6 separate regions of the Mus musculus genome follow, and all the other regions are linked to region 1. The links are chromatin contacts, called in public HiChIP or PLAC-seq and promoter capture Hi-C maps. All regions are on one chromosome and are shown on one strand. Each heading gives the region's core, a stretch centred on a gene start, on an enhancer-like site or on the middle of the called end of the contact. The rest is flanking DNA. Distances are from core to core; before and after follow the strand shown.

Region 1 (4,015 bases), core at 1,121-3,620:
AAGCAAAAGTCCCTCGTTTCACTCCTTAGAATCATAAATAAATAACACATTACTAATGGTCTATTATTTATTCATTTTCTATGAGCATACATTATACTTGCTAGCATTAGCCAAAAAGGAGTAATCACTTCGCAAATTACCTGTATGGTACCCAGACCACTGCATGGTAGAAACTATCTTCGAGGTGGTCAGACCTAACCTTTAGAATGTACTAGAATAAATGTTGTGTGCCAGCAATACAAATCCTTGGGAAGGTCTATGTACAGTTTTAAACGGTGAAAGCATAGAAGGAAAAGAAATAACATGAAGGATGACAGAGGTAGCAAGACACAAAAGGGGCTAATATTCATAGAGGGAAGGAGGCTAGGACAGTGAGCCTATCAGTCCTCTTTTGAGATGACTTTGGACATACAACTACATTTTTTTTCCCTCTTTACTATCCTGAGAGAGAATAAACACACCGAAGGCTTTAAACTGAGGAGACACCCCTGGCGGTAAATAACAGGCCTGGGCCTTTCAGAACGTGGAGGGGGCGGGGTGGTAAAGGAAGGACCTGATTGGCAGGCGACCTGCCACCCGGAGATACGTGGCAGGCGCGCTCACCTGTGAACACGTTCTGAAAGCCATCAGCTGTCGCTGGAGCCCCAGGTGCCTTGGCGGCCAGTACAGGGGACCCGCCACCACTGTCATCCGCAGTAGCCCCGCGCCCCAGCAGGTGCACGGAGCCTCCTGCCCCTGGCGTACGGACGCCCAGCTCCTCGGTCCAGTCGGCTGAGCGGCTGAGGCCGCCCGTGAGGCCACCCTCCAACCGGTGCTTTTTTGCCGGGGCTGCAGCAGAGGCCAAGGCGGTTCTGGAGCTCCGGCTCACGGAAGGGTCCGGCCGCTTTTTGATCCTAGGACTCTGGTTGGGGGACTGGGACGGGGAGTGATTAGGAGAGCTGAGCTGCCGAGTGGTGGTCTTGATGTAGCAGGGGGTGATGAGTGGGTAAGGTTTGAAGCAGCGTGGGCTGGGCGCAGGGCTTCCAGGCAAAGAAACGACTGCGGAGGTAATGGATTCTCGCATGCCCTCCTCCGGCTCTTTCTCCAGCCTCTGTGAGGCTTCTTCCACCTCTGGGACCCATTCCTCCCCTGGAGAGCCGCGGGGGGCATCCTCAAAAGCATCCTCCTCGCACTCCTCATCTGTGTCCCCAGTTCCAGCCACGGGAACTCCGGCGGCTCCCTCCCCTGGCCCAGCCTCCGGAAAGGTGAAGGCTGGTGATGAGAGAGAGTCTGTGACTGCGGAGGGGGCGGTCGCATAACCTGGTGTCTCGGAGGTCAAGTGGCTTCCGGAGGACGGAGGATGCTCAGGCACCAGAGACTTGGTGGTCTCAGGCAAGTCAGGTCTCACCGGTAGTGCCTGTACTGTGTCCTTTTCAGCCTCGCTTCTAGGTCCCAGCAAGAACTGGTCCAGGCCCAGAAAGGCCCCAGGCTGAGGGGAGATGGCAGTGGGGGGCGCTGCAGGCTCCTCGGAGTCCTGGAGCAGCAGCTTCTGCTGCTGCTGCTGTTGCAGACGAATTGCCTGCTGGATGTCTGAGAGCAAATCCTCCTGCTCCGTAGCGGAGTGGAAGCTGTAGATGTCCGTGTCTGAACCAGAACTGGTCCTTTGTCCATCTTGCGCTCCAGCCGCAGTTTCCAAATCCTCCGCGGTCGCCTGGATCCCTACCCCAGCCTCAGCAGGCCTAGAAGCACCGGGATGGATCACCTCGAAAGGGTCAGCACACTCGGTATCCGATAGGCCTGTCTCCTCAGCGGAGAGGCTGAGGTCCGGGGTCTTGGTGACTATAGAGTGAGCGCTGTCCAGCTCCCCAATCGGCAGGGCCTGTGAGTCCAGCACATCCTCTCGCGAGTCGCAGGCACCTTTCCCCTTGGTCAGGTTCTTTCTGATCCGCAGGTTGGAAAACACCGAGGCTCTAGAATCGGACTTGCTCTTCTTCTTGCTGGTCTCCCCGCTGCCCCCTCCCCCCTTGCCGTGCTTGCCAAGCGCCTTTTTGCTCCCGCTCGCCTTCTTTGTGATTTCCGCATCCCTGGGCCCCGCGGCATCCTCGGCTCCGCCGCCTTCGTGGGAGGCATCACCTGCGCTTCTCTTCAGCTTCCCATCCTGGTTCCCCATGTTTCAACCCCACTGCTGCGCCGCCGCGCCTTGGGGTCCTCAGGCCATCTCGGCCCTGGAGAGGGCCAGGGGAGTGTCCGGGACAATTCAGGCAGCTGGGCCGGCCGTTGGGAGCGGAGGCCGAGGAGCGCCCAGCTGGCCCCGCTCACATCTGCTGCCGCTTTGCATAATGCGCGGTGGCTCTCCCGGCTGCCGTCCCTGCGGCTGTGGCTGCGGCCCTGGCTGGCGGGCGCGAACATGCTCAGTTCAGCGCGCACTCCCCACCAATGGCTGCACAGGACTCAGCCTTGGCCTGGCTCCCCGCCCACCGCCGCCGCCCCTTCAGTGCCCCCTTTGGCTCCTCCTGCAACCAAGTAGGAAAACCCGTCTATCTCTAGTACTTCATAATTGGGGGTGGGGACAGCAGGAGCTGTCTTTATGTATCCCAGACTAGATCGAATTTAGAATCTTTCTGACAGGTTATCTCTGGGACCTTCATCTCCACCTTGAAAATAAAACATGTTGCCCTCTTTTCAAGAACTGGAATGTTGGAACAGTTTGATGAAACTTCAAAGCTCGCAGACCTGCAAAGAGAAAAACACAGGAGAAAAATCGAAGCCTAATTCCAGGTCAGAAGTACCATAACATCAGGAACACACACACACACACACACAGAGAGAGAGAGAGAGAGAGAGAGAGAGAGAGAGAGAGAGAGAGAGAGAGAGAGAGAGAGAGAGAGAGAGAGAACTTCTGTATGGCTCCAGTTCAAATACTTGTTGAATGGGTGGACTGTCCTGTCTGTCCTGTCCCTTAAATACTTGACCATGGCTTTGCACACTCTTAAGGTTTGTGAACATGCTACTTAGGGAAAGGTTCCTTCCCCAGACTCTCTGCCTGATACACAAGCCTCTTCAAGAACAGGACGTTAACTGCCATTTCCAAAGTGGTTTTGTGAGACCTTTCTGGACAGAGAAAAGAGAGGTAGGGGATGCTGAAAATACTGAGATTAAAGCTGATTAACATGCTAATCTCCAAAATTCTATGTGTTTACCATATAAATTAGACAACATTTGTATTTAAAAGGGGTGCATGAATTATAACTCCCAGGAGGTCAAACTCATCAATATTAAACATGTCACAATGTGATGCTGTATAAAAGGAAAAAGAAAAAAAAATGCCCTTGGTACAAACACAGGAAATTAGACATTGTGCTATAAAGGATGACCAGTTTCTCAAGCAAACCCATCCAAGCACACTTTGTCCAGGGCCAGGGCTTCCTAAGTTTTAGACCTAGATAACAATCACTTTTTCTTACTGTGAATTGTCCTCTTTATTTTAATGACATTAAACTATAGTTTTTGTTAAATGTCTTAAAGCTTCATTAGTATTTTAAAAGGCTGCAAACAATAAAAGCAAAAAAAAATCATAAAAGTAGCATTTGTAAAACAATGTTACTCTTTGTTGGAAATCCAGACAGCAATTACCATCCTTTCTCAAACTATGATCTTTAAAACAAGTGTTCACTGGAGCAGGTGGACTGATGTCCTTAGGTGGCCTTTTTGAGTAAACAGTTTGAAGAACTCAGCTTTAATAACTGTGCCAGCGTAATATCTCAGTCTCCAAGGGATCCCGAGAGCCTGAAAAGCCTTTATTTCACCTCTTTCACAAGACTACTGGCTCCTCTCTTCTAGAATGCAGGCTGCCCCAGGGCACACTTTGCCTGTAGGCCACTAGAATTCTCGGCCTCCTTGAATGCTGCATACTGAGATACTTGATTCTTGGTTCTTGCTCTTTCTCTAGCAGAGCAACTTTGATTCAGACCTGTTTGTTTCTTTGCTATTCTCTTCTGTGATATACCCAAGAAGTTCAGGAGACAAAGGGGGAGGG
Region 2 (3,636 bases), core at 986-3,485, 2.3 Mb after region 1:
TTGAAGAATGGGCTTTGAATGGAGGCAAAGGAATTAGGACAGGGACATCCCAGTCAAAGCAAACAAAAACAAAGAAACAAACCTCAAAAGCATTAGCAAGGTGTGTTAGTCCCACCAGAGGTCTGAAAAGTAAAGAGAAATTCAAGTTGTGGCCACGAGGTTGGGTAAGCATAATGGGGTTGTTCTGTAGAGATGTCTGAACTGAATCCTATGAACTGGGGAAAGACAAAATTTCATCTGGTAGCAAAAGCCAGGATAGACTTAGGGAGGAGGGGTCATGTAAAAGCAGAGGCAAGGAACCCCGTTTCAGAAACTGTTTTGATCAGAGTAAGTTTGGGAGGATCTGGCCTGTGTAGTGGTTGTCGTAATGAGAGGGCATTGCTATTGGAACCAAGAGTATCCCCTAGACTTAGATCTATTGGGCTTCTATAAAAAGGACTCGTGCGCACCCGTACTCCGCAGGACAGGCTCAGGTGGGAGTAAACATATACAAGATGGGAGCATGAAAGGACCAAACTCCCGAATAAGCTTCTAAATAAGGAAACATCCTTTGTTGTTGTTTATGGATAGGGTATCACTATGTAGCCGAAGATGGGAATAATCCTGCCTCAACATTCTAAGTCTTACGGTGGTATATCACCATATTATGCATGCTACTAGTTTTTGTTAAGGCAGAGCAAAGTTATTGGATGTCTAAGTATAGAAAAATGAGTCCTAAGATTAGAAAAGTTGTCACTCTCCACAGTCAAATCCAGGAAGTATTCTTAGGGAAAGCGACAGAAGTATATAAAGCAGAAACCAGATATCTAATCGACCTAATCACATGTAATGGATAACTAATAGGTAATTGGGTATTAGGTTACATCATAAAAATATTATGGGATTCACTTCATATAGATCAAAAGATACTAGACTACATGTCTTTGATTTTTTTTTTTTGCACCTATCTGGTACCAGTCCCTAAAAACTTTATTATTCCTGATTCTCAGAAGAACCCTATGAAGTGAGACTGGTATCCTCAACTTTATGGACTTAATTTGTCTATGGAAACAGAATAAGTATAAAGTCCACATTCTCTGTGTTTTGCTCTGCCTCATTTGTCTCATGTAAATGTGGTATGTCTATGCAAAAGTGTACAGTCACTCTGTGTCTCAAAGATGGGTCAACATGATAGATTCCGACCCTACAGCGACTCAGAAACAAAAGCAACTTCTGAGGGTATATTAGTTACCCTCAAAGGAGCAATGGGCAGCCATGTGGGGGGTGGGGGTGGGGCTGGGGGTAAGAGGAGCAAAGAGAAGAACTATATATGAAACCTAAGGCACAGGACCAGGACCTGCTCCTCCCAGAAGAAGGGGCTCATCTTAGGCTTCTGGAAGGGTCTCTGATCAGCTGGACCTGAAGGCAAAATGGGGTGTTCCTGGTGGTGTGCAAACATTGAAGCCGTTCTCAGGGTCAGGCACTTGCAGAGCTGAGCTGACGCCCCTCATGGAGGTAGGGTGAAAATCGGATGCTTCTCCAATTCTCCCTCCTCCCTCCTCCCTCTTTCAGCCCGGCTGAGTGAGCCTCTGGAGGAGGAAAGTCCCTGAGGTGTAGGGGAAGTGAGAATTATCACACTGGGCCTAGGCAGAAGGACAGAGCTAGGAGACAGCTAAGTGTGGCTTTGTTGTCTATATTTGCATGCTGAGCTCATGGCTTTTTTCCTCCAGAAAATAAAATTACATCATAGTGTGTGGGGGTGTGGGGGTGCGTGTGTGGGGGTATATTTGGGAAAGGCAGGAGGTGCTCAGGGGTCCAGCTGCTATTATACACAAGAGCTCATGGCCCCGGGCCAAGTAAAAGAGATTTCCCTGTTGCTGCCTGCCCCTGTCCCATTTTTATTCCTAGCGTGGATAAACTTGACCGTTTCCTACTGAGTCTCTGATCTATAAGGCTAGGAAATAGGATTTCTAAATACCAAAGCGAAGTAGCTAAGAGAACCCAGAGGCCATAGGTCTTCCAAATCCCCCAATCCAAATTGATCTGCCTTCCAGGGGTCCTGGCCATCGTGACCAACCAAAGGTCAGAGGGCAGGAAAGTGACCCATTAGGAAAAAAACGAGGATCTTCTCACAGTTTAAGGGGAAGAGTCCATATTCCATCCCAGTCCTGCCCCCATCCTAGGAGCCTTCCAGAACCCCAGTCCCCAGTCCCTGTCCCCTCCTGCTTCCCCTCCCCCTTTCCTCCCCGCTCCCCGCCCCCCGCCCCTCCCCGGCTCTGACATCACCGGCCAGTCGGGTGGGGTGAGGCGGTGCTGGGCTCAAGCTCTGCTCCACGGGCGGAAGAGGCGGCGGCGGCAGGATCGGCGGCAGCGGTGGCAGGAGCCAAGGAGCAGGCTCCAGACGCTGCTTAGGAACCGGGGACCCGGGAGTGCCCGCACCCTGAGCTCTCAGCTCCGGAGGCGGTGAGAGGGGCAGAGGGAAGATGTGTCGTGGGGAGGAGGTAGATTGGGGATCTGGGTTTGGAGGGTCACGATCCCGGACGCAGGGGACAAATAGGGGAGCTTGAGGATTCAGACAGGTCCACGGTGTCAGGCTCCATGGGGTCCTTCTCTGTCCATGCATCCAGAGACTGGAGAGTGTCACAGGCAGCGTGGCTTCATCCGCCCATTCCGTGCTGAACAGCAGTTTGGGAGTCCGACGGGGCCTGGGGATTAGGATGTAGCCTGCTTCCCGCCCAGCCGGCCGAGCCAGGCCAGCTCCCGCCCCTCCCTCCTCGCTTTAGCTTCGGACTCGCCTCTGCAGGCGTCCAGGCTCAGCTCAGCCCTGCTTCAGTTCCTCCGGCAGCAGGCAACTGGTCTGGGTACTCTCACACCCAGTTTACTGCATCTGAGGAGAGTGGGATTGGTGGAAGCTTGCCCAGAGGAAAGGGGCTGGGGATACATAGGAATGATGTAGCCAATATAAAGACACTAATTTTTAAAACAATCCTTGTCAAAACCGACAGGGACAGAAACACACCTTTAAGAAAAAAAAAAAGACAGCCAACCACACAGTGACACACACCCATGTGACTTACACACATCCTCTCATACAAACCAAATCACAACACCCCTGCACTAGGCATCCACCCACCCACCACAACCCGTTTGTTACCTCCCATGTGGAGTCTCCTTGACCAGCATCAGTCTTAACACGAATGTTCAGTAGTGGGTGGAAAGGACCACTGTCCACAAACACACCCAGATTTTACAGTTTTAGTGGGCAATACCTCAAGGACTGGTGAGCCTGTGCTCTTACCTGGGTGAGGGGCTTCTTGTGACCTTTGTTGCTGACTGCCAGTTTAGAGCATAGGGTACCTGGGAGTGGCTAGAGCCTGGACATCAATATGGCCAAAGGATGGAGGAAGGAGTAGAAGCCAGGGAGAGGGTGAAAAGAATGAGTCAGCCAAGGATGGAACCCAAGTCAGGGGGAGAGAGAATGAGAGGAATGTGTGAGAAGACAGGGAGAGCTGACCAGAGAGCCACAGAGAAAAGGAAAGAGGTGGCCAGAGGCACAGGAAGGGTGCTGGAGAGGACGAGAATCTCAAGTTAGGGAGCCTTGTTTCTCTAGGTTCCTGTGTTTGGCCCCCCAGGCTGTATATTGTTTCTCTAGGTTGT
Region 3 (3,749 bases), core at 244-2,743, 2.0 Mb after region 1:
AACGGGGAAGGGGCAGCTCTGGAGGACCTGGAGGGCATATGCAGTTTGTGGGTAGAGAATCAAAGAAGACATACCCTGGGTAGGAAAGACTTTTTTTTTTTTTTTTTTTTTTTTTTTTTTGCTTAAAAAGCCCACACCTGGCAATCTCGAAGGACAAAGCCATGGGGTGAACACTGACTAGGGGCCAATCCCCTGGGGACCAGCATAGACACCAAGGGTGTGCAAGGGGATCGCAAGGACAAAGATTATTTGCGGCTTTGGAACGTTAACACCTTGCTCACCCCTCCTTACCTTGGCCCAAAGCCTGAGGTGTACCCTGAGCTACAGGGAAGAGAAAATGGGAGAAGCTTAGAGATGAGCTATCCCTGACTACTGCTCTAGGGAACAAGGAGACCCGTCCAGCCACTGGTCTCCTACACCGCACCTCCACTTGCCATCACCGCTGCTTTTGCTCCACAGATACCACGTATCCCAGAACCTCTCGGATAGGAACACAGGTAGGCCTGCAGAGCCCAAAAAGGAGGTAATCTACTTCCGGTCCAGCCCCTTCGGCCGTCCCCCCCACCCCCACGGCCACACCCTGCCTGGGCCGTTAATGTGGATGAGTCACCCACCGCCCTCCCGCCACTGGGGTGACGCAGGTCTGGGCAGCCCGCCCGCCCGCCCGCGGCCACCACCGGCTTTCCCAGCAGCAGGGGGCACGGGAGGGGGCAGCGGGTCTCAGGCTAGGGTAAGAGAGTTTGGATAGCAGCCAACCCCTACAGACAGGGCACATCCGAGTGCAGTCAGGGCTGCAGCCCGGAGATGTCCGAGGTCAAAGGCGCTCCAGGAGAAGAAGGGGGTTTCACAGAAGACCAGGCTACTGTGCAAATAACTCCCGGAGACCTGTGACCCCGAGTACCCGGACAAACGAACTAGCAGGAGGGGGGCAAAAGGGCGGTCTCGGGGTCACAGAAGGCAGGCAGTACCCACACGTGCTCCTGGACCAGGAAGTGAAAGGGGCGCGCGGTAAATTCATGGACCGGAGCGCGCGCCAGAACCTAGTTCTTGCGGCCACTCAGCAGCCTGCGGACGTCCGACGCCCTCCTTCCTTCTCCCCCCAAAGAGAACTCAACGCTGGAGCAAACGGCTGGGGCTTGGGACCAGACCTCTTGGGTCGGGACGGACGCCCCGTCTTGTGCACCCGTAAAACTTGCCTTGCTTAACTGCTGAACAATGCAGAGAAGGCTTGGGAACCGGACCTGACAGCACGGGGCGGGGCACCCAGTTGGGACCCCAGCGTCCGCCAGTCTTCAACCCCCACGCTCCCAGAAGCAAGTCTCAAGTGTTGGCTTCTTGCTTTCTACAGACCACACACATAATCCCCAACTCCCACCCCGCTGCCTTGGTCCCTCAGTCCTGCTCACCGTCCAAGAGGGCTGGATGAGAGCGCACGCACGACAGGGGCTGCAGCGGCGAGTGGAGCTCAAGACCCGGCCGGGCTTGGAGTTTTCTGGGGGGTCCCGCCTCAGACGGGGCGGACCAGGGGCGGGGCAAGGGCCAAGAGGGTTTAAAGGCGCCGCCGCGTGGAATGCTGGAGCGCTTAAGATAGGTGGTCAGTAGGCAGGAATGAGCCGTAAAGGACCTGCGGAGTCCTTGGCGCCGCTGCAAAAGGTCTCCGCCCAGGGGATCCTCAACCTGCATTCACCAGCCATAGACTTGTATCCTAATAGGAAACTTTCTGCCTAGACTAGCTAGCTCAGGATCGCAGGCCTGTTTCTATGAGAAGCCTACTATTACAAAAAGGCCGGCCTTTTGTAAATTCAGGTCCAGGAAGCGCCTTCCTACAGGATAGAGTAAGGAGTAATAGGTCTGGTGCTTACAGGCTGGGACAGCACCCCCACGTGGTTCTGCTTGCCATTTAACTTCAAGCCCGGGCAAAAAAAAAAAAAGAACAGTGAGGTCACTCCTTGCCCGGGGCCTTGAGGGTGTGGTAGGGCTTGGGACCTGGGATTCAGACCCAGTTCTCTCTCTCCCTTCCATCTCCCATTTAATAAATTGACATTTCTTCTTAGATCTTGGAGGGTTGGAGGCGGGGGCTTAGTGGAGGAAGTTGGCAGGCACTTTTCTACCCCTTAAGAGTGAAGAGCAATAGTTGAGGGGTGTCCAGAACACCTACTTTTTCAGGCTGTAGTTAGCGGAGTTCCCCATTTAAAACCCACCAGTGTTTTTCTTTCTTCACGTTATGGAGTCCCCCGTTGAGCCTGATATTTAAAAGAACAGCAGCCAGTTCCACCCTGACCTTTGACTTCTCTATTCCCCAAAGTCCCGCTCAGACCCACAGAATGTCAAGTTTCAGTCCCCTGTGCCTTTAGGGTGTTCCTCTGCCCGAAAGTGGGTTTCCTTCACTGCCCCGTCACCTGCTCTGCCTGTTACCTGCTTGTGTGGCTTCTGGTCAATTACAAAAGCACCTTTGGCTTTAGTTGCCGTGCCCAGTCTACAAAATAAACTCCGGGCGGTGGACGGGACATGGAAAGAACTCTGAGCAGTCTCCTGTGAGTGTCCCAGGAATCCCCACATGTTTTAAGTATTTACTAAATATTGACTCAAACTGAACTCTTTGTGCCAATGTGATAACCAGCTTACAGCTTTATCACAGTGCGTAGTTGGCCTCAGTGACTAGCGAGAACTCCCCAAGGACAAAGGCATTATCCCAGTGATTTCTCTATTTTCTCATGGCTTCTGGCCTAACAGCAGATCTCTACTAGGCACTCAACAACTTTTTTCTTGAATGACTGTTGAATGTGTCCCATTCAGAACCCTCTCTGTACATATCCAGGGACTTCCTCATCTCTCTTAAACACAAAGAGAGGTGACAGAGAAACGGTTTCCAGACATTTATTATTCACCTGTTTTTTAAAAAAAAGAAACCTGCACCCACACCATAAACACCACTTTCGAACGCGCGCTTGCGCGCGCGCACGCACACACACACACACACACACACACACACACACACACACACACACACACACACATTCCTGTTCAGCTCCCAGACTAATTAAAGAGTCAGTACATCCAACTCTATACCAAGCTCACTCAAGCCTACCACCAGGCCACCGAGACACAGAGAGGTAGGGGCAGTGCCCCAGCTTGGAGCCAAAGTCTTGGACTCCTTTGCAAATCCATATAAGCCTTTCTTAGTTTCACACTAAGCGGGCTCATAGCAGAGTAGCCTGTTCAGGGTAAGAGATGGACTGCTGATAGGCTGGTAGCCGGGCCCTGGTAGCATCCCTGCGTCTGCGGAAAGCTAGGAATTCCTCCCGAAGGGCAGCACAGCGGGCCTCGGGGCCGGCAGCATGGGTTGGGTTCAGGAGACAGCTCTCCTCTGGAGTCTTGACACCTTCAAGGGGAAGACAGGACTGTGTGAGAAGAGATGCCGTGACTCACTGGCTGAAGGGCTGAGTCCTGAGGCTCCAAAAGGCCTTTGCGTGCAGCACAGGGAGCCTAGGGAACAAGAGATGCTGCAGGGCAGGGAGCCTGAGACTCAGGAATTGCCTGGGAAACAAACAGACCAGCTCAGAGCATGGGAGAGCGGGTGTGGGAGAGCACAGCCAGCTTAGAGGGCCACATACCTAACTCTGGCTCAAGTTCAGGATGGGTCCGAGAACTGGCCAAGCCTGGGTGCCAGGTCTCTAGCAGCTCCATGTCCCCTGGGAATTCCGAATCCCATTCATAGTTCTCATCCACAGAGGTGTTCCTCCTGTTAT
Region 4 (3,817 bases), core at 166-2,665, 2.1 Mb after region 1:
AGGCGGTCCTCCTTGTAATGGGAAATAATCTGAATCAGTATGGAACAGTTGATCAGAAGGAAGAACAAACCGGCTAACCAAATAAACAGGAAGGTGTTCTTTCCTTGAAACTCTAGAACATATGCAGGAGCCAGCCATAAGGCCTGTCCTATGAACCAGAACAGTAAGAGGACTACGGCTCTTTTCCAAGGCATCCTCACCAGTGGCATCACCAGAGGCAGAAGGCAGAGATACCAAAGAAAGTACTGAGAGGTGCAGACTTTGTTAAAAGTCACAAAAATGGACGTATGAAGGAAACAGCAGAAGACAAGGTCTCTGTAGTAGGCGAAAGATGCGGCTGACAGCAAGATGAACTGTGGCAGGAACGCCGCAATCCCCAGAGTAAAACTCCACTTGCTCTCGGCAGTCAAATACAGCATATAGAAGTACGGAGAGAAATTATGGCGGATATCCCTCCTAGTTAGGTGATAAAAGTAGGTGTGCTCCAAAAACTCCCAACCGTACTTATAGTAAAAACCGAAGCTCAGGGCAACAAACGTGAGCCCTGCAACTGCTACGAAAAGCAGCACTGCCCAGCTACACAGCCTCCTCAGGAAGTCGTACAAACGAGCCTGGAAAGAGAACCGGGCTTGCCGGAGACGCTCGTCATCGTCGCGCTCGGGCCGCAGATGGAGCGCTATGGGGAGGATGTAGGTCACCGGGTACATCTTCATGTGCACCGCGAAGCCATAGAACACCGCGGCGCACGCGATGAGCCGTTTCTCTATGAAGTACAGGGTCGAGAGAACCAGGGAGGCGACGATGGAGTCCGCGTTGCCCCGGCTGGACACCGCCATGGGCAAAGGGTTGAGAAGCCAGAAGACGCAGTAGCCACAGGCTTGGCGGCGCCCCAGCCCCTTGAGCAGCAGCAGGCGGTACAGGAGGAAGGCGGTGAGGAGATCGCAGCTGATGAAGAGAAACTTGCCGAAGAGTTCGCTGAGGTAGACGTTGGGGGTGAGGAGCCAGCTCAGGAGCGGGGTGTAGCGGTAGGTCGCCCGCAGGTACGGGGAGCGCCCTTCCGTGACGAAGCGCGCGGCGTCCGTGAACACGTGGTAGTCTATGTCGGTGTACCTCACCAGCAGAGTCCGGTCCTGGAAGACACCGTAGAAAACCAGGGCGACCCGGGCCAGGAAGGCCACGCCGAACACCCCGGCGGGCGGCACCCGAAAGTTCAGGATCCATTCCCCCCAGTGCATGGGGTAGCTCATGGTCCGAGTGCGGGCCACCCGCCCGGCCCGGCCCGGCCCCGGGTCCACACTGCGCCCCTCTCGCTAACCGTCCTCGGGCTGACGCCTCTCAGCCGCCGGGAGCATCTCCTCTGCTACAGCACCGACAGGAAGAACCGAGGAATGATCACTTCCGGCACCCCAAGTCCCGCCCCCACGGTACTTCCGGCCTCCAGCCCCGCGCGGGCTCTCAGCTGTCTCCGCGGAACGATTGCCTTCCTCGGGATTGGCTGTCTAGCGTCCGCAGCTTCCTCCGGCGAAGGCGGGATTTCCGGTCCCTTATTGGCGACGCTTCCGCTGTCCGGAAATCCCGGAGTGGCTGAGATGTCGTGGACCTGGGACCTGGGTGAACTTTGTTTTTAGTAACCAGAGCTTCCGCGTTCCCAGCTCAGATCTACGGAGGAGGACGCTGAACACAGTGAGCTGCTACCTGCTGCTACTTACATCCCGCCCAACTGGCTTGGAGGACTGAGAGTGGGAAATACAGATGGAAAGAATAAGCCTAAAATAAAATAGTCTTTTTACCCTGATAAGAAGGTTCCTCCTACCGAAATACGTCTAGATTGTCTCCCCTGGAGTACTGTCAACTCCGTTCTTTTCAAGAACTCTTCAACTAGGTCAAAATCGGCCGTCAACCCACTCCGTTCACCCTACCACTATTAGTTTCTTGCCAAAGACTCCAACTCTTTCATTCTTTTCCTGATTTCTTACTGCACTTATAATTGACTTTTTAAAACTTCATACTCTTTTTTTTTTTTTTTTCTGGTTTTTCGAGACAGGATTTCTCTGTATAGTCCTGGCTGTCTTGGAACTCACTCTGTAGACCAGGCTGGCCTCGAACTCAGAAATTCGCCTGCCTCTGCCTCCCAAGTGGTGGGATTAAAGGCGTGCGCCACCACGCCGGGCCAAGAACTTCATACTTTATTTTACAATGTTTTCAGTTTCAAGTAAATTGTTCGTGAGAGTAGAAAGTATTTCTTTATTTCTTTGTACTTTCTTGTAATGTATTACAGTCTCAGACGCATGGTAACTGACGCAGACTGCCTTGATCTTACAAACTGAGCCTGCCCCTAGGGAATGTCTTCTAGATTACCATAGAAGTGGCTCCATTCGGCCTAGACATCTCTCATCCTACACTTCACATTTATCCTTTGAGTGAGCCGTATTAACCTCTAGTCATAGTCTGGTATGTCTGTGCTTTGATGTAATTACATGGTGTAGATTAATAACTACCTCTATTGGTTTTTTACTATGCATTGCCCATAATATACTGTGATAACACATTACCATTCAAATAACCTTATAACTAAATTGTAGGGTTCTTGAGAGTAGAAAGTATGTATTTCTTTGTACTTCCTTGCATTACAGTTGCAGGCACATGGTAACTGACACAGACTGTCTGGCTTGATCTTAGAAGTCGAGCCTGTCAAGAGTTATTTGAATGATACTGTGTTATCACAGTATACGTGGCCTAAATTATCATAATTGTTATTTGTTAAGGACTTATTCCCAGTTGTCAGACATACTAACTACTTTTTAATGTAAAGTAGATATCCCTATCTGTATCAATGAGCAAAATCAGGATTTATGGAGAATAAATAAAACATAGCCAACTAGTAGCAGAACTGGAATTGAAAGTAGGCCTGTCTAGCCCAGGATAACAATGATTGTGCGACAAACGTTCAAATAAAACGCTGATATGGAATTCTAATTTCCATTTCTTTTTCTCAATCTCTTCTTTAAGTCTTTCTGATATTCTCTCTCATTGTTATGCTTTATATCCCTGGTTTGATATTTCTCTTCCTTTGTGAGTTATAGGTAAGTGACGCTCAGTCTCCATAAAGAATATAAGAGAGATGTCTGAATATAAGTAAAGGGTTCTTCTTGGTAGGTGTTGTTGTTGTGATTGTTGTATTCTGGCAGAAAAGCCTCAGCTAGTTCTCCCTCTATGGCTGGCCTAATAAGTAGGAGAGACACCAATTCAGGAAGGAAAGGAAACTGCTAATCAAAAGAATCAGTCTCTCCCTGGAGTCGCATGAGCGAGCTGCAGAAAGTGGCAGAGCTTTTGAACAGATACTATTTCCTGCCGTGGGGTCGGAACCTGGGAAGTGTTCCCCACTGTACTGGCTGGCTGTGTGTGTCAACTTGACCCAGGCTGGAGTTATCACAGAGAAAGGAGCTTCAGTTGGGGAAGTGCCTCCATGAGATCCAGCTCTGGGGACATTTTCTCAATTAGTGATCAAGGGGAGCAGGCCCCTTGTGAGTGGCACTATCTCTGGGTTCTATAAGGAAGCAGGAGCTGATGCAGAGCTATGGAGGGATGTTCCTTACTGGCTCGCTTCCCCTGGCTTGCCTGAATTTGCAATGTATCTGTTAAGGGATCTTACCTTAACAAGGGAAGGAGCAAGAAAAGGACTGGGTGAAACCATTATTGAAATGTTCCAGTGTGAGGAAAAGTCAGCAGGAAGGGCTGGCCACTGGATGGGAAGTTCTTCCAACAGAGCCTAGTTGAACCCTCCTCTCCCCAAACTCAGCCTATGAGTTCAAACCTT
Region 5 (3,755 bases), core at 1,227-3,726, 2.5 Mb after region 1:
ATCTCTGTCTCCTCCTGGATATGCCCCCTACCTCCTCACCCCCATCAGTTGCAGATTTCCATTCATTCTCATGGCCATCTGGCCATCCCTGACAGGAGGGTTTTAAATTCTAAACTAGCCTTACTACCAGAAGAGATCTGGACTATGGAATGAAACAAATAAACCCCCAAAGTCCAATTTGTCCCCCTATGTATTCCTTCAGGTTCCTGGCCTCCCTAGTTTCCAACCTCCCTCTGACTCTGCAGGTTTTCCTCAAAGGGAAAATTGTGGTTAGATGCCACCTACCTGGGTGCTCTTCTTCTTCCTAAAGAATTAGGCTAAGTCCTTCAGATCCTGAATGCCTGACCCTTGTCTTTGGGTCTTGGCTTCACTACTCTCTGAGATTTGAAGATGTGTGAAATTCATTCTAAGGGCGAGAGTGGAGGCTTGTTCAGAGAGTTGTTGGATAGGAAGCACTAGAATGATTACATTTAATGTCAGACACCTGTTTAAGGCAGTACTCTCCTTGCAGATGTAACTTCTCAATTACATCTGGTTCTGGGAGGAGAGGAAGAACTGAGTGTATTCCCGTTTCACACTTAACAGACATCAATCCTGAAGTCTCCCGTACGTACGTTCGTGACATCTTGACTTACATCTCAAACTTCAGCTGGGGCCCGCTCTACAAAGTCATTTGTAATTCTGACGTCAGAAACTCATTTCCAATTCTTTGGGGCCTGTCTCCGGGTCTGGGAAACAAGCTGGCAGAATGTGAATATAATTTACACTAAACATAAAAGAGATCCTGCCCGCAACGTAATGTGGCAGTTCTAACACTGTCAAGTTATAGACTAGTGCTCAACACTGGAGGTGTGCTTTGGACAGGTAAGGGGACTCTGAGGTCTTTCTGTCTCCTTTTACTGTCTTCCACTGTTCTGCTCTTTCCTTGCATTCCTGGTGTGGTTACAGGACCCCCAGAGCAGTCCAGTGCCTGGCACATGACAGACGTAGGTGAAGGAAGGTCATTGTGTTTGCAGAGACTGTGGTACTTGAAACTATGACTGTATTTCATTCACGTCGTCTTAACGCTAAGTTCTTTGCTAATATGCGGGAACAGTGGCTGGAGAGAAACAAGGGTTTGGGCAGAGCTGAAGGGAAGCAGCGTTTGTTTAGCTTCTTCACCTTTGAACAGCCATATGCGGACAAAGACAATCTGTCCTCATTTGGGGACTGGTTCGAATGTATAACAGAGATGTGCCTGAGTTTTAGGGAAGACTCCATTAGAGAAAGGAACAGAGACTGGGAGTCGCCTTCTCTGGGATTTCTTAATCACAGGGTTGGGAGGGGCAGGTATCAGAATTGGAAGGTGGAGATGGTGGGGGTGTGGAAACGTGTTCGAAGATGCTTTTGAAGCGGCACTGTTCTAGGTAAGTGGCAGGTTACAAGGTAAATAGTACTAGCAGCAATGTAATAATGTAATAATACTTTTGCTTTCATTCACTCCGAGGGCAACCTGGCCTTCCCACAGCTACTTTATGGTGGGCTCGTCCCTGTTGGGTTCCTAGGCACTTTAGCAACTCTAACTGGTTTGTTTCTTAGTGTGCTCTGAACTGGAAATGCCCTAAATGTGCCAGATATTTTATTCTAGCCTACATTCCCTGGGTCCTACCTGCAAAGCTAAATTAGCCAAAAGTTTTGGAGTTCCGCATCCACCCGGGTTTTTTTTTTTTTTTCCTCTCTCTCTAGGCTTCCTGGGAGAAGGCCCCCCTCTCCTCTGGTGCCCCAAGTCGCGGGCCCTCGTCTTCTCCCCCTCCCCCTCTCCCCTAGGGCAGGATTCCCTTTGTAATTAATCCCAACACTCAAACCAGAGGGGAGGAAAACGTGTTAATGAGTGAGCGTCCCAGTCTGACTAGGCGGTCTTCGCTCACAGCTAGAACACCGAGTAATTAAATTATTTTTGGAAGAAGGAGGGGTATGGTGTCAGGGAAATACCGTATACATGGGAGAGGGGCCTGTCTCTTGTCACTAATTAATATCAGGGATGACCCTTTTCGCAGTTCTAGGCCGGAGGGGACCAATCTTCCCCACGTCTCAGATTCCACTGGAGTTTGTGAGACCAGGTTTGTGGTTCTAAAGAAGAGAATATGGCCAACATCAGGGCCTAGGGGAAAGGTTTTCAATCGGGGGTCGAAGAAGACAGCTCCAAGAGGGGCTGCGGGCTGGACCAAAGCCAAGAGCCGAGGCAGCTTCGAGCACACCTTCCTGGCCAGGTCTGGAAGCCAGGAGCGGATTCCCAGGATCCAGAGGGCGCAGGGCATGGCCAGGCGCAGGGCTGGGGGTGCCGCGACTCGGGGAAGAGCCGGGCCGCAGACAATGGACGCAGCAGCGGGAGGGGCGGCGGCTGCGGGAACAGCCGGGAGGCGGCACCTGGGAGCTCTCTCCCCGCCCCCTGCCCCCTTCTGGTCCCCTCCCCCTCTGGTCCCCTCCCCCTCCGCCGCCGGCTCCAGATCTGATTCCTGATCCCCGATTGCTTGGTTCTGGGTCCCGCCATGGGAGCCTGAGTGCCCTGCAGTCCCCTCCGGCCCCCTGCCCCCGGGGCCTCGAGGGGGAAACAGGCGAGTGGTCTGGGACGGAGCCGGGGTGAGCGACCTCAGGAGCCCCCCTCGTCAACCCCCATCGCCCGCGCTGCCGGTTCTGGAGCGCGGAGTTCGGAAAGACCGGGTGCGCTGCGGATACAAAGGCGCGGAGCGGAGTGGGGCGTGCGCCCAGTCCACCGGGCTGTTCGCAGTGGCGGGTGAGTGGCGGGCCGCGGGGGCGCGGGCAAAGTTTGCGGAAAAAAAAAAGGAAAGAAAGAAAGAAAGCAACAGAAAAAAGAAGGAAACCATGCAAAAGACCAGGGAGCGCCCGGCCCTGGAGAAAGCAGGATGGCTTCTGGGGGAAGGGGGGCTTGAGGCACCCCCTTCCGGTCTGTCCTCCACTGCACAGCGGAGTAACCCCAACTTTGGGGAGGGGAAGGGGCGTATGGGGAAGGGGCGGAGCCCAGGCCTTAAGAGCCGGGGACTTTCCTGGGCCGGGGGGCCCAGGGCGGGCGCCTGAACGATCCCAAGGGAACCCATTGAAGCCGGGGATTGGGTAGCGTGTGTTGGAGGTGGTGGGAGAGGCCGTGGAAGGATCGGAGGCTGGAGGTATTGGAAGCTGAAGGTATGTAGGGATGCATACACACCTTTGGAGTGTGGGGAGGAAGGGGCAGGTATGTGTTTAGGGGGTAGAGTGGATCCTTGAGAGATGGCCCCGCACAGCAGTGTGTGTGTGTAGCCCAAGGATGGGACTTGCGGCGATACTGGTGAATGTGTGTTGGGGTGTGTGTGGGGAACCAACGACATCATATTTGTCCCTTGTCCTATTTACTCATCGAAGGTCCTAAGCACTGCATTAGTGAGTTTTAAAGGGTTGGTTGGGGGATCAGTATGCATGATTCTTTGTTTTGTGTGTGTATGTGTGTGTGTGTGTGTGTGTGTGTGTGTGTGTGTGTGTGCATATACGCTTTGACGTACTGCGTGTTCCTGCAGGTGGGCCCTGGGTTTGGATGTGTAGATGTTTCTCTCTCTCTCTCTCTCTCTCTCTCTCTCTCTCTCTCTCTCTCTCTCTCTGTGTGTGTGTGAGAGAGAGAGAGAGAGAGAGAGAGCTGACCACACACATCTGCTGTGTATTTGGGTATGTATTTGTGTGTATACTCAAGGGAAGGGGTGTGTGTCTGTGTGTGTATGTGCTGAGAG
Region 6 (3,742 bases), core at 188-2,687, 2.3 Mb before region 1:
CCGTGGAATAAAGTCTTTAGTGAAATCTTTCTAAGTCCCACATTAACTTGCCCATCTCTCCTTCCTTCTTTTCCACACACCAGACAAGCATTCTAATACTAAGCCACATTCCCAGCCCCTAGCACACATTTCTTGCTACAGATTTCTTAACTTCTGAAAATAAATCAGTCTTATGTTCATTATTCTTTTGGTTAACTTGTTCTCCATAATAATCATGTTGTAGTTGACACCACGAATTCACTATAACAAAGTCTCAAGTTTCCGGAGATTTCACATGTGGTCAAAAGAACAGAGCTAGCTAGCTATGAGTATGGAGAGCACTTTGCCAGATAATTATTCTTCTGGTTCTTTGCTCAGAAAACTTGAATTAACTAAGCTAGGCTTCGATTATAGTAATTATTACTTGATTAATAAGAAAGGCATAGGCTTTGAAGGTGGATAGGCCTGAATTCTGTACATGCCTTTGCCGCTACCAACCAGCTGTGTGAGTTTTGGCTTTGGTTTCCTGACCAGTAAAATGGAGTCATTAGTGAGATAAAGTTTTAAATACTTTGCTATATGAAAATAATGTAGATCAGTAGATATTGTATTATTTCAAATAACTATTAGTGTTTTCTTTCTGGACTTATACGTCAGATTTGCTATACTACACCAGAATTTGCATGTGTAAGAAATATAAATAAGGAATTTATTGAATTAAACAGCAACAGTATGGCAACAGGGTAAAAGTGGCATGGAGCTGCCCATGAGTTTGTGCTGGCACTGGTTGATAAGACACTTAAATCAAGATGTAGGTTCCTTGTTGGGTCAGGTAACCAACCACAAGGATAAGGATAATGCTGCTTAATCCTAAAAACAAAACTAAAAGATTTCATCCATAAGGTCAGAGCAACATCGGTCGTCTTCCTCCACAGCCTGGCTAGTGCTCAAGGAAAGTCTCTGGAAAAAACAAAACAAAACAAAAACAAAAAAACAAAAAACAACCCACTATTGCCCGTGGTACCTAAGAGCTACTAGGCACTGAGATTCGGAGCAACTCACCCCGGAGACTCCGTTGGTATTGCCCCAGACTGTCCTCCAGGGTAGAGTTCCCTGGGGACTTCGCCATGGGGTCAGAGATGGGAGTTATGCGGGAAAGTATCCAGTGCACCCCTCCGAGGACAGGCCTAGCGCTGGGGATGAGGGGATGCCTGCCTGCTTCCTGTCGCTGCTGTCACTAGGGAACCAGGAACCCCGGACCGAGCTCCTAGGGGCTCTTCCTACCCCCTGGCCCTCATGGTGAACGTCGGGAATTGTAGTTCTCAGGCTTAAAGCCTGCAGCCTCGAGAGTCCTATGAGCCTTCCAGCTATACTACGCTTCCCAGAGGGCTATGCGCTCGGAGCGCCACTCCGACAGTTTAGCGGCCTGAGGCTGTTGCCAAGAGACGGGTTGGCGCGCCGCGCCCTTTCCCTTTTGCATCGCTTGGATTAGTCCCGCTGTCCTGCCATCCTCAGCCAGCTGGATAGACTCGCTGACAGAACCGGCCCGGTGAAGGACTTAAGACTCTTCAAAACGGGCCGGTGTGGAGTTGATCCCTGAGCCCTCGCAAGCATTCACTGCAAACTCGGTTTTAGTTAGGAGTTCTGTCAAAACTGTTTTTCTCTAGAAAATGAAGTGTAAATCTTCCAAACAGCCAAACTGTGAAAGTGACGGACACTGCAACTCCTAGCCTGCTCAGAGCCCCGCCCTCCGCGTGGAGTTGGCGCGCTGCCCGCTGGGAATCGTAGTCCTGGTTGGTTGCGGTCCCACTCCAGCCAAGCGGCTCTTTATTGTTCAAGACTGTCTTGAGGGCACGCCTGCGCAGTGGGCAGCTGCGAGAGCGTGTGGGTGAGACCCTCTGCAAAGCCCCCTTTCATTGTCTGGGTCTGGCGCCTGCGCAGTGAGGCATCGCTGGGCCCTGGCTGGAGGAGGGAGAGGACCTGGCTCGCTGCCCTTTGCGAGGCGCCTGCGCACTGAGCTGCCGTTCGCTGCCGTTCCCGCTATGTGTGGGGCGTGTGTGGAATAACGTTATTGCCCAGCGGAACCGAGGGGCCCCCAGCTCCACGGCGGCGGCGACGACGACGACGACAACGGCGAGGGGGTGGGGGGAGGACAGCGTGGCAGAGACAGACGGGACGCGCCGCGCCCCGCCTCCCGGTCCGGTCCCTCTCTGCGGTGAGGGGTAAGTGATGCGCTCGGGGTCGGCATGGCCCGGGATTCTGCACATCCATAGCTCCGGCGGCCGGGGCCGGGGCCTGGGCGCGGCCCGCGGCGGGATGGAGTGCGGGCCTGGAGGGCGAGGGGCGCCACCGGGACGCCCCGCGCGGCCGCCGCCCTCCCGTCCCCTCCCTCCCCTCCCCCATGGGCTGCGGCCGGCTGCACAGGGCCGGCTTCCCTTCAGTGCGCCCGGTCCTCTTCTGTTCACTCCCGCTTTGTGTAGCCGCCGCCTGAGCTGCCTGGGAACGCTGCGGGCGGAGCGTCTAAGGAATGGCTGCGCTGCCGCTGGGCAAGGGAGTTTTCCAGGGCGCCCATCCCTTTTGTAGGGTTGGTTTCGGGGTGTGAGGAGGGTGGCGGCGGTGAGGAGGGGGTGACGGACGACTAGCCTTCAGATGGCGTTGGGAGGGCGTGGAAGACGTGCTGTCACGCAGGCTGCCGGGCGACAGCACACCACGTAGCCTCCAGCTCGGTAGTAAACCCACGGGAGGAGCGAGTGGCTTCCTGTGGGCTTCATTGTCCCAAGATTCAGTTGTTGGGTTTGGGTCTAGTTCACTTCCATTTTTATTCAAGGGAGAGAGAGAGAGAGAGCAGCTGCGTGACATGTACGGGAAGACAAGGAATTGTGTCCTAAGTCATATGATCTCTGTTTTCTGATTTTGAGTATAAACTGTCGTCCTGACCCCCATCCCCAAAGAGTATAAAGACAGGCTGTACAGGCTAGAGTCCCAAGTCTGCCAAGCTGATCAATTTAAAATTACTAGGTGACAATGAGGGCTGGGTTTAGGTAGGGCCTGACAGCGAAGCTGTTGTTTAGCAGGGAAATGAACCAGCAGAATTATTTTTTCCACTGGGTGGGTAATGCGTTCATGTTCCTAAGGGAATACATTAGGATCTGCTTAAAGCAAACAACAACAACAAAAACATAGGCCACCTATGTTTTAGTTTATGAAATTGATTGGTTTTTATTCTGTTAATGAGAATTCAACCACTTGGAGAGGAAGGAATTTATTGAAGCAGACAATACATTTACTTGAAAATGCATCCTTTAAAATCGTTTGAAATCTTAAGCTTATGGTATTTGCAGTGCTTTGCCAACCTTTTTGCTTAAAACAAGCCGACGATAGGATGAAGCAGGATGAGGAGGAGCAAGTGGAAGGATAGTGTGAGAGTTACATTATAAATACAGAACCTAAATCTTTACTGATAAAGCCCGATGTATTTAGGCTGCAGGGACTGAGGAAGTCAGCCCTGGGAAATAGCAAGTTACAAACCAAGCAATCTGTATTTTTGCCATTGTTTTAAAAAATAAAACTCGCACAGCTTTTAGTTTTTCCTTCTGTAAGTACTCTAAAACGTTGGTGTCCTAAAACAGGAGTCTTAAGTGGGCTTAACATAAAACCAAGAAGATCCTAAGGTAGGCAAAGTTGGATGACTTGTCTGCCAACTCTGAGGCAATGGAAGGCAGAGCCAAACAAAACCAAGATCAGCATTTCAGTGTGATCTCTC

What was found. Promoter capture Hi-C pulls out the DNA fragments that hold promoters and counts their contacts. HiChIP or PLAC-seq counts read pairs in DNA pulled down with a chosen protein or histone mark.
Region 2: a promoter capture Hi-C map of pre-B cells shows a contact between it and region 1, with 3 times the contacts expected there. The contact joins the promoter of Pea15a here to the promoter of Fmn2 in region 1. A contact is called at or near these places in 2 of 39 promoter capture datasets (embryonic stem cells and pre-B cells) and 1 of 115 datasets of contacts at active chromatin or transcription factors (astrocytes).
Region 3: a promoter capture Hi-C map of embryonic stem cells shows a contact between it and region 1, with 5 times the contacts expected there. The contact joins the promoter of Tagln2 here to the promoter of Fmn2 in region 1. A contact is called at or near these places in 3 of 39 promoter capture datasets (embryonic stem cells, hippocampal neurons and pre-B cells) and 6 of 115 datasets of contacts at active chromatin or transcription factors (astrocytes, embryonic forebrain, embryonic stem cells and 2 more).
Region 4: a contact with region 1 is called in a promoter capture Hi-C map of pre-B cells, with 6 times the contacts expected there. The contact joins the promoter of Pigm here to the promoter of Fmn2 in region 1. A contact is called at or near these places in 2 of 39 promoter capture datasets (hippocampal neurons and pre-B cells) and 3 of 115 datasets of contacts at active chromatin or transcription factors (astrocytes, embryonic stem cells and forebrain).
Region 5: a contact with region 1 is called in an H3K4me3 HiChIP or PLAC-seq map of embryonic forebrain, with 5 times the contacts expected there. The contact joins the promoter of Vangl2 here to the promoter of Fmn2 in region 1. A contact is called at or near these places in 1 of 39 promoter capture datasets (cranial neural crest) and 2 of 115 datasets of contacts at active chromatin or transcription factors (astrocytes and embryonic forebrain).
Region 6: a contact with region 1 is called in a promoter capture Hi-C map of pre-B cells, with 4 times the contacts expected there. The contact joins the promoter of Sdccag8 here to the promoter of Fmn2 in region 1. A contact is called at or near these places in 1 of 39 promoter capture datasets (pre-B cells) and 1 of 115 datasets of contacts at active chromatin or transcription factors (astrocytes).

Annotation. Positions count from the first base shown.
Region 1 is chr1:174,500,180-174,504,194 of GRCm38.p6, reverse strand. Fmn2 (formin 2) reads right to left here and starts at 2,370. Exons shown (of 18, transcript NM_019445.2): 1 at 604-2,370. The coding sequence starts at 2,149.
Region 2 is chr1:172,205,403-172,209,038 of GRCm38.p6, reverse strand. It overlaps Pea15a (phosphoprotein enriched in astrocytes 15A), which reads left to right and starts at 2,235. Exons shown (of 4, transcript NM_011063.3): 1 at 2,235-2,442. Gm17224 (a long non-coding RNA gene) reads right to left here and starts at 2,056. Exons shown (of 5, transcript XR_865735.3): 1 at 1-2,056.
Region 3 is chr1:172,497,990-172,501,738 of GRCm38.p6, reverse strand. Tagln2 (transgelin 2) reads right to left here and starts at 1,493. Exons shown (of 5, transcript NM_178598.2): 1 at 1,407-1,493. Igsf9 (immunoglobulin superfamily, member 9) reads right to left here. Exons shown (of 21, transcript NM_001145800.1): 20 at 3,615-3,742; 21 at 2,862-3,382. The coding sequence ends at 3,201.
Region 4 is chr1:172,374,129-172,377,945 of GRCm38.p6, reverse strand. It overlaps Pigm (phosphatidylinositol glycan anchor biosynthesis, class M), which reads right to left and starts at 1,415. Exons shown (of 1, transcript NM_026234.4): 1 at 1-1,415. The coding sequence starts at 1,247.
Region 5 is chr1:172,026,016-172,029,770 of GRCm38.p6, reverse strand. Vangl2 (VANGL planar cell polarity 2) reads left to right here and starts at 2,476. Exons shown (of 8, transcript NM_033509.4): 1 at 2,476-2,773.
Region 6 is chr1:176,812,355-176,816,096 of GRCm38.p6, reverse strand. It overlaps Sdccag8 (serologically defined colon cancer antigen 8), which reads right to left and starts at 1,437. Exons shown (of 18, transcript NM_029756.3): 1 at 1,042-1,437. The coding sequence starts at 1,108. It also overlaps a transcript of Cep170 not described here.